Regions from separate parts of the Mus musculus genome. Here region 2 is linked to region 1. A link is a contact called in public Hi-C data. All regions are on one chromosome and are shown on one strand. The core of a region is the stretch at or near the end of the contact, and the rest is flanking DNA. Distances in the headings are between cores, read along the strand shown.

Region 1 (3,077 bases), core at 450-2,949:
GACAATCAGCACCAGCGTAGATGAAAAAGACTGGAAGAGCTGCTGTCCCACCTGCGTGATGCAAGTGCCACCACCTGCGCCTGAGCTGCGGAGACCTGCGCTGCTGCCTCCACTGGCGTTGTGGGAAGCAAAGGTCCGGTTCAGGAGACAAGGCGGCAGGGCCAGCCTCAGCTCTTTCGGCGCCCTGGCACTCATCGGCGCTGGGCTGAGAGGGGCCAGGCCCACCAGGCTTCCTCTGTTGGACACACGGTTCCCACCAGCCAAGACGTGGACAGGAACCCACACCACCCCAACTGCTCTTTAGCGCTGGAGGGAGTGAGCTCTCCAGCCAAAGACTGAGGGAGCAACTGCCGCCAAGCAAGCGGGCCAGAGCTAGTGGCCCCAGGGAGAGTGTCTCTGGTCTTCTTTGATCCTGTTTCCTTTCCCCAGGCACAGTGCTGCAAAGAAAACAGGATTAGTTAGGGTCCCGGCCACAGCCAAGGCGAGTGCAGAGAAAGAGAGGGATCTGACACCACTGTCAAGCGGCCCTCAAATGGACTCTGTCATCTCCACAACCCACCAACCCAACCCTACCGCTCCTGGCAGCCCAGGAGAGCCGCGCTAGATGCTCCGCTGGCTCAGATGGGGTCTGGCGTCCGTACCGCACCGCGGAGACACTGGTTACTCAGCAGAGAAGGCAGCTGCCCTGCCCCCTGCACAACTTTCTAATTGCCACCAACAGCGGCCGCCACAGCGGCTTTCTCTACTTCCCAGAAAGCCAACTGCCCTCTTCTCTGTGTCCTGTGGACCTCCTCTCAGGATCCAATCTCGCCAGCACGCACTCCAAGCAGGCTCCCTGTACGCAGTCCTCCTTCCCCATCCCTCCCTCTCCAAACACTTCCAGCCTGGACGTTCAGACCCCCAAGGTCCCCGTCCCAAGGGGATACACCCCACTGCCTCTGTCCCTAGCCGCAGCTGACCCGCTGGATCTGGCACACAGGATCATACTCGACCTTTCTCCAGCCTTCTTCCTTGCTACCTTCCTCCCCCTTTCTCCCTATCAAAAGCAGCTGAAACACCCTTCTCAGCGGAGGCACATCCTCCCAAGCGCCCCCCACCCCTCATCTCCCTGAGCCTCCCACTTGACAGTATCCAAAATCCTTTTTCTTTCTTCCAGAGCAGGAACTGAAAGGGGAAGGGTTCCCGCTTGCAAAGTTTGGGGAACCGACCTTGTCTCCAGCCTTCCCCGGGCCCTGGCCCCAGGGCCCAGAGGCTGTGGCAGAGGACCAAGCCGGAGGACCCGCGGCAGGCAGCACAGCTCCCTTGCCTCTCCCAAAAGGCAGGTGCAAACTGTTGCACTGCGGAGCAGCAAGGCAAAGCGCTAGCCTCCACCAGGGAAGGGGCGGGGGCTGAAGCTCTGTCCAGAGGTGCCTGCGCAGGCCGCGGGAGTGGTCTTACCCGCCCTCATCCTGCCACTGGGGCCCCTGGCCATGGAAGCCTTCATCCTGACCACTGTCTCTTACCTGGAAGGACCAGCCAGTTGCAGAGAAGGAGCCCTTGGCTGCAGTGGCGGCTGCAGAAGGCACGGAGCGCTGGGACCAGAGACAGAGCCGCGCTGCTGCTGCCACCCTCGCCGCCGCCACCGCCGCCGCCGCCGCCGCCGCCGCTGCCTTTGCTGCTGCTGCTGCTGCTGCTATGGGGAGCTCAGCTCTTAGCCTATTGCCAGAGAGGCCGGTGACGTCAGGCAGCCACCGCCAGGGCTCCAAGCCACCCCTCAGGCCCCCACCCACCCTCATACCCAACACCTTGTCCTGGCATAACAGCCTCTCCAACACCATTCCCAGTTTCCTGCTGTTCCCCAGCTTTGGGGCTGGGAGGAGCAAACCCACCCCCATCCCCACCTCCACCCTGCCAGCAACCCACCTTCATTCAGCACAAGCACTCCTTTGCCTAGGAAGAAGCAGGCTTCAGTTCTTCCATTGCTCTATGCTTCAACCTCAACCGGTCTCCAGGTACAGTTTTGCTCCAGGAGAATCTTCTCCCCTGGGGGTACACTTTTTTTTCCTGTTGACTGATCAGAGTCCCTGCTACTCCCCAATCCTATTTTTCTGCCTCTGGTTCTAAGCATAAACTGCTTATACTAGGGAGATGGCAAGGACATTTGTCAACACAACTGTGACAGAATCAGAATCAGGAACCTAAATATGCATCAAAGACTGCATCTCTCCACCAGTCTCCAAAGTATGTCATCCCATCTGCTTTTTGATTTCTTCCCCCGCACGCTCATCTTCAGGCCCAGGATCCATTCGGTGTATTGAACACCCCTTTTTTTTTCGAGGATCCCACATTCTGAAGACACAAAGCATACATGGGCTTGAAGGGTGGGAAGGGGAAATTACAAAGAGAAGTGCAGGAACCAATGACCCGTAAAAATTCTCAACATTGTGTGTACTGCTAAAAAAATGTCCCTTCGTTGATTCTAATTTTTTGTCAACGTGCTTGATTCTTGATACATTTGCTTTTTCAGTTAAATGTTTACATCTCCTAAAAAGGCTCTTAGCAGCCTGCAAAAAAATCTTATAGAGACCAGTGAACGACTAGTTTGGGATCCTTTCAGAAACAGAAATAGTGTATTCTATTATAGTAACCATCTTCAAAATAGAGTATGCTTTGCTTTATGTGAGTGATTGGGAACGCTTGCTTGGAACACTAACTAAACAGAGTATGGTCTTTAGGGCACTGAGATAACTTATTAAAACCGTGTTTTGTTTTGCTTTTTTCTTTCTTCTCTCCTGTCTTGTTTACCTCCTGTCTTTGAGTCTAGAAAGTGTGCAACATTTTCTCACCGAGTTGGTCAGTCGTGGAGTGTGTGTTCCTGCCTCCTCTTCATGCTATACATCATGAAGGAAAGCTAAGGGGAATACTAGCTGCCACTTACTCACTCCTATCAGCTACAGTCAGGAAGTGAGGTCAGATATGAAGAAAAAAAGATTTCTCCTTCTGACCCTATGTACCCATCTACCCCTACTCCAAATTCTCATTTTCCTCCTGCTCACGCCATAAATGCATGGCACTCCATATTCTTCCCCCACCCCATC
Region 2 (3,085 bases), core at 78-2,577, 40 kb after region 1:
TAGTTCAGCAGACCCTCAGGGATAAGAATAAAGTGTACTGTATTAAGCCACTGACTTTGGTACTGGTTTATTAGACAGCAGCCACACACCAATATAAACACAACCAAGGGCTACCTAATATACATGCCAATATGTTCAAAGTTAGCTTTAATATGAGCTATGAATTTAAATGATGAGTAAAGGGGAAGACTTTGACATGCCTAAAGGCATGACATGAGCAACAGCAGGCAACTATAAATGGCAAAGTGCTTTGAAGGTCCACTGAACAAATCATTTTCGCAGAAGATTATTTCTAAGAAAAAAAAATGTCATCATGTAGCCCAGGCTGACCCCAAACCTCTATGTAGTCAAGGAGGACCTTGAAATCCTGGTCCTCTTGCCTCTACTTTCCAAATCCTAGGATTAAAGGCAGGTGCCACTATGCCTAGATGAAGAAGAAGGTTCTTGTGGCTTTCTTGTTTGGGCATAAATTTCAAAGAAAACTAGGATGAAGTTTCAGAAGACTTTGAATATTAAAGCATACAAATGTGACATCCAGCCTAGGAGGAATAGTTAAGCGAGACAGTAGCTACTCATGTGATTCAGAACCACCCCTTACACGAGTGTCAGAAATAGCACTGAGGTAATTCTTATAAAGACAGGTAAATAAGTTCTTCCATAAGTCATAAAATGGGCCTGGCTGAGGCAGCCTGCTCTGCTCTGCCACATACCCATTTAAAGAAGGAAGTTCAGCGAGGTGCTAATGAAGACATTGTAGGGAATCAGAAGATGACCATTTGTGTCAAGATACAGATCAATAGAGAAGGCTGAATCACATCACTCTGTAAAGTGCTCAAACACAGGCTGTTCCGAATCCCCTCATTGCTGGGGATAAGAAAGGTGATGGGGAGTAGGAAGGTGAAGCACTGAGCTTGCATCTCTTCCTTTGAGGTTGTTGGAGTAGCGGGAGCAGCAGTGTGTAAAATGATGAGCCCCATCCTGGGAGAAGCCACCTAGAACAGGTGTTGAGGCTAAAAATCTTAATCCCTCTCGAAATAAACTCTCTAATCCTATAGCACAGGAACCCTGGAAATTAAGGCAGGACAAGGCCAAGTGAGAGAGGATTTCACTAGACACTCAAAGGACTGACGCTCACTGTTGTGGATGACAATCTCAATCTGCCTGTCAGAGCCAAGTAAGAAAGAGCATTTTAAATGGAGCTCTCTCCAAGAGGAAAAAAAAACTGCTAAGAAAAAAAGAGCATGCCCAGATGGCCAGAGCCGAGGGGAATATGAGATGGGACTAAAGGAAGTCAGGCAAAGGAGATAAAATAAATTCTACATGCACTGCTTCTTATTACCACTTTTGTACAGTTGCTATGGGAACTGTATTTCAGAAGCTCTCTAAGGCTGTATCTACCCAGTACAAAGTGTTTGGGACTGAAATGACCAGTCAATTTAAGCCAACTGGTTTAATTGATTGATTTCCAACTCATGTCACCACCACCCCCAACACGAGTCAAATTGGCTGGTTGCTTAACTGGATTCAGTGGCATCTTGCAGCAATAAAATTCGTTTACTTGTTGTATATATGTGTATTCCAGTTTAGTGATAAGATGACCCTCTTGCAGTCTGTCTTCCTATACTATGGTCCCGTTATTTCTGGGATTTATAAGCAGCTCAAGGAGAGCATGAATAGTAACTGGGAAGGCAGAGAAAGACTATATGAATAATTTATGTAATGATGCTAAGTGTATACATACATACACACACACACACACACACACACACACACACACACACACACACCGAGCAAAAGAAAGCATTAGACAAGAGTCCAGACAGCAAATCAAAAATGAATCAGGAACAAGTTCCTTCAGCACAAAAGATGGGATTGAGATACTGCTGTGGGGCAAAGGTGATGAAAGATGAGTCCTTGCACCATGCACCTTCCCCGGCCAGAGGCTGCTTATGTGGATGGACCTGTGGAGGCCAGAGGACAACCATGGATACTGTTCCTCAGGAGCTGTCCACCCTGCTTATACACACAGGATCTCTCACTGGCCTGGAAATCACCTGTGTATTAGGCGGGCTGGCCAGTGAGTTCCTGGGCTTTTCATATCTCCACACCCCCAGGGGTGGGATTGCAAACACATGCTAGCATGCTTGGCCTTTTCCCTCAGTTCTGGTGATCATATGCAAGTCCTCATGCTTGTGCATCAATTATTTTTACCAATCGAGTTATTGCCTCAGCCTCCCAGATTTCTACCTGTCTATCTGCTTCTTCTCAAAATGCCAGCTTGGCTCCTCTGAGGTCCGAACCCTGGACTAATAGGGTTCCGACCTCAGAAGAATAGGGCCTCCATGTTGGTCTGTTCCAATCTCCATCTCCTCTCTATGCATCTCCCCTCAAAGAAGTAAAACAATGGAATAGCATTTCATTGCCAGTGAGAAGACTTTATAAAGTCTGCATTCATTTAGCATTTCCCAGAAAAGGAATTCTGATGAGTCTTTACAAGCAGAACTACCTTTGATGTCATTTAGGCTTGAAGCTCTTTTTTATTTCTTATATATTGTCCCAAACTTTTAGTTTCTTGTTCTCTAATTCTGGGCCACTCCATGTGACCCCAAGCACATGACTTATGACCTAGATAGCTTTATATCACCATCACGTCATTCTTTTATCAAATGAGCTGCCCCATGCCAATTTCTTCATAGACTGTGGAAAAGGCAGATAACACATCTTGTCCCAACTATGAATTCATGAGGGTCCCAGTTATGGAAACACCTTTGATATAGGGATCAGAGGTGGTCTAACAAGAATTCCTAATGAGAAGCCAGATAGATTGAAGAATTAATGATCTCTTTCTCAAAATCTGCTGATTGTTTACACCCTGATATAATAAAAGTCAGATTTATTGCCAGTACTGAAAAGAGTCACTGATGCCAGGTCTGGTGGCACAGGCCTTTAATCTCAGCACTTGGGAGACAGAAGCTGGAGGAACTCTATCTAGAGTTTGAGGCCAGTCAGTTTCAGGACAGCCAGAACAACAGAGAAAAATCTTCTATGGGGGGCGGAGGGAGGTTTCAGTGATGATTAATAGCTG

What was found. Hi-C and Micro-C count contacts between places; a contact is called where the count stands out from the background.
Region 2: a Hi-C map of cortical neurons shows a contact between it and region 1, with 1.9 times the contacts expected there. The contact joins the enhancer-like site here to the promoter of AI593442 in region 1. A contact is called at or near these places in 2 of 39 promoter capture datasets (macrophages and pre-B cells), 1 of 484 Hi-C or Micro-C datasets (cortical neurons), 1 of 115 datasets of contacts at active chromatin or transcription factors (embryonic stem cells) and 2 of 9 other capture datasets (adipose tissue and liver).

What each region holds. Positions count from the first base shown.
Region 1 is chr9:52,678,081-52,681,157 of GRCm38.p6, forward strand. AI593442 (expressed sequence AI593442) reads right to left here and starts at 1,700. Exons shown (of 2, transcript NM_001286641.1): 1 at 1,503-1,700; 2 at 1-437. The coding sequence starts at 195. Gm1715 (predicted gene 1715) reads left to right here and starts at 1,783. Exons shown (of 5, transcript NR_045333.1): 1 at 1,783-1,991.
Region 2 is chr9:52,718,419-52,721,503 of GRCm38.p6, forward strand. The region is part of intron 2 of Gm1715 (predicted gene 1715); the gene reads left to right. Among named protein-coding and RNA genes, the nearest start is that of Gm1715, 40 kb to the left of the region's middle. Within about 2 kb of position 1,328, at least 7 of the 459 cell types and tissues checked have an H3K27ac peak or open chromatin away from gene starts, as enhancers often do. A contact at or near this core is called in cortical neurons, where this site is marked.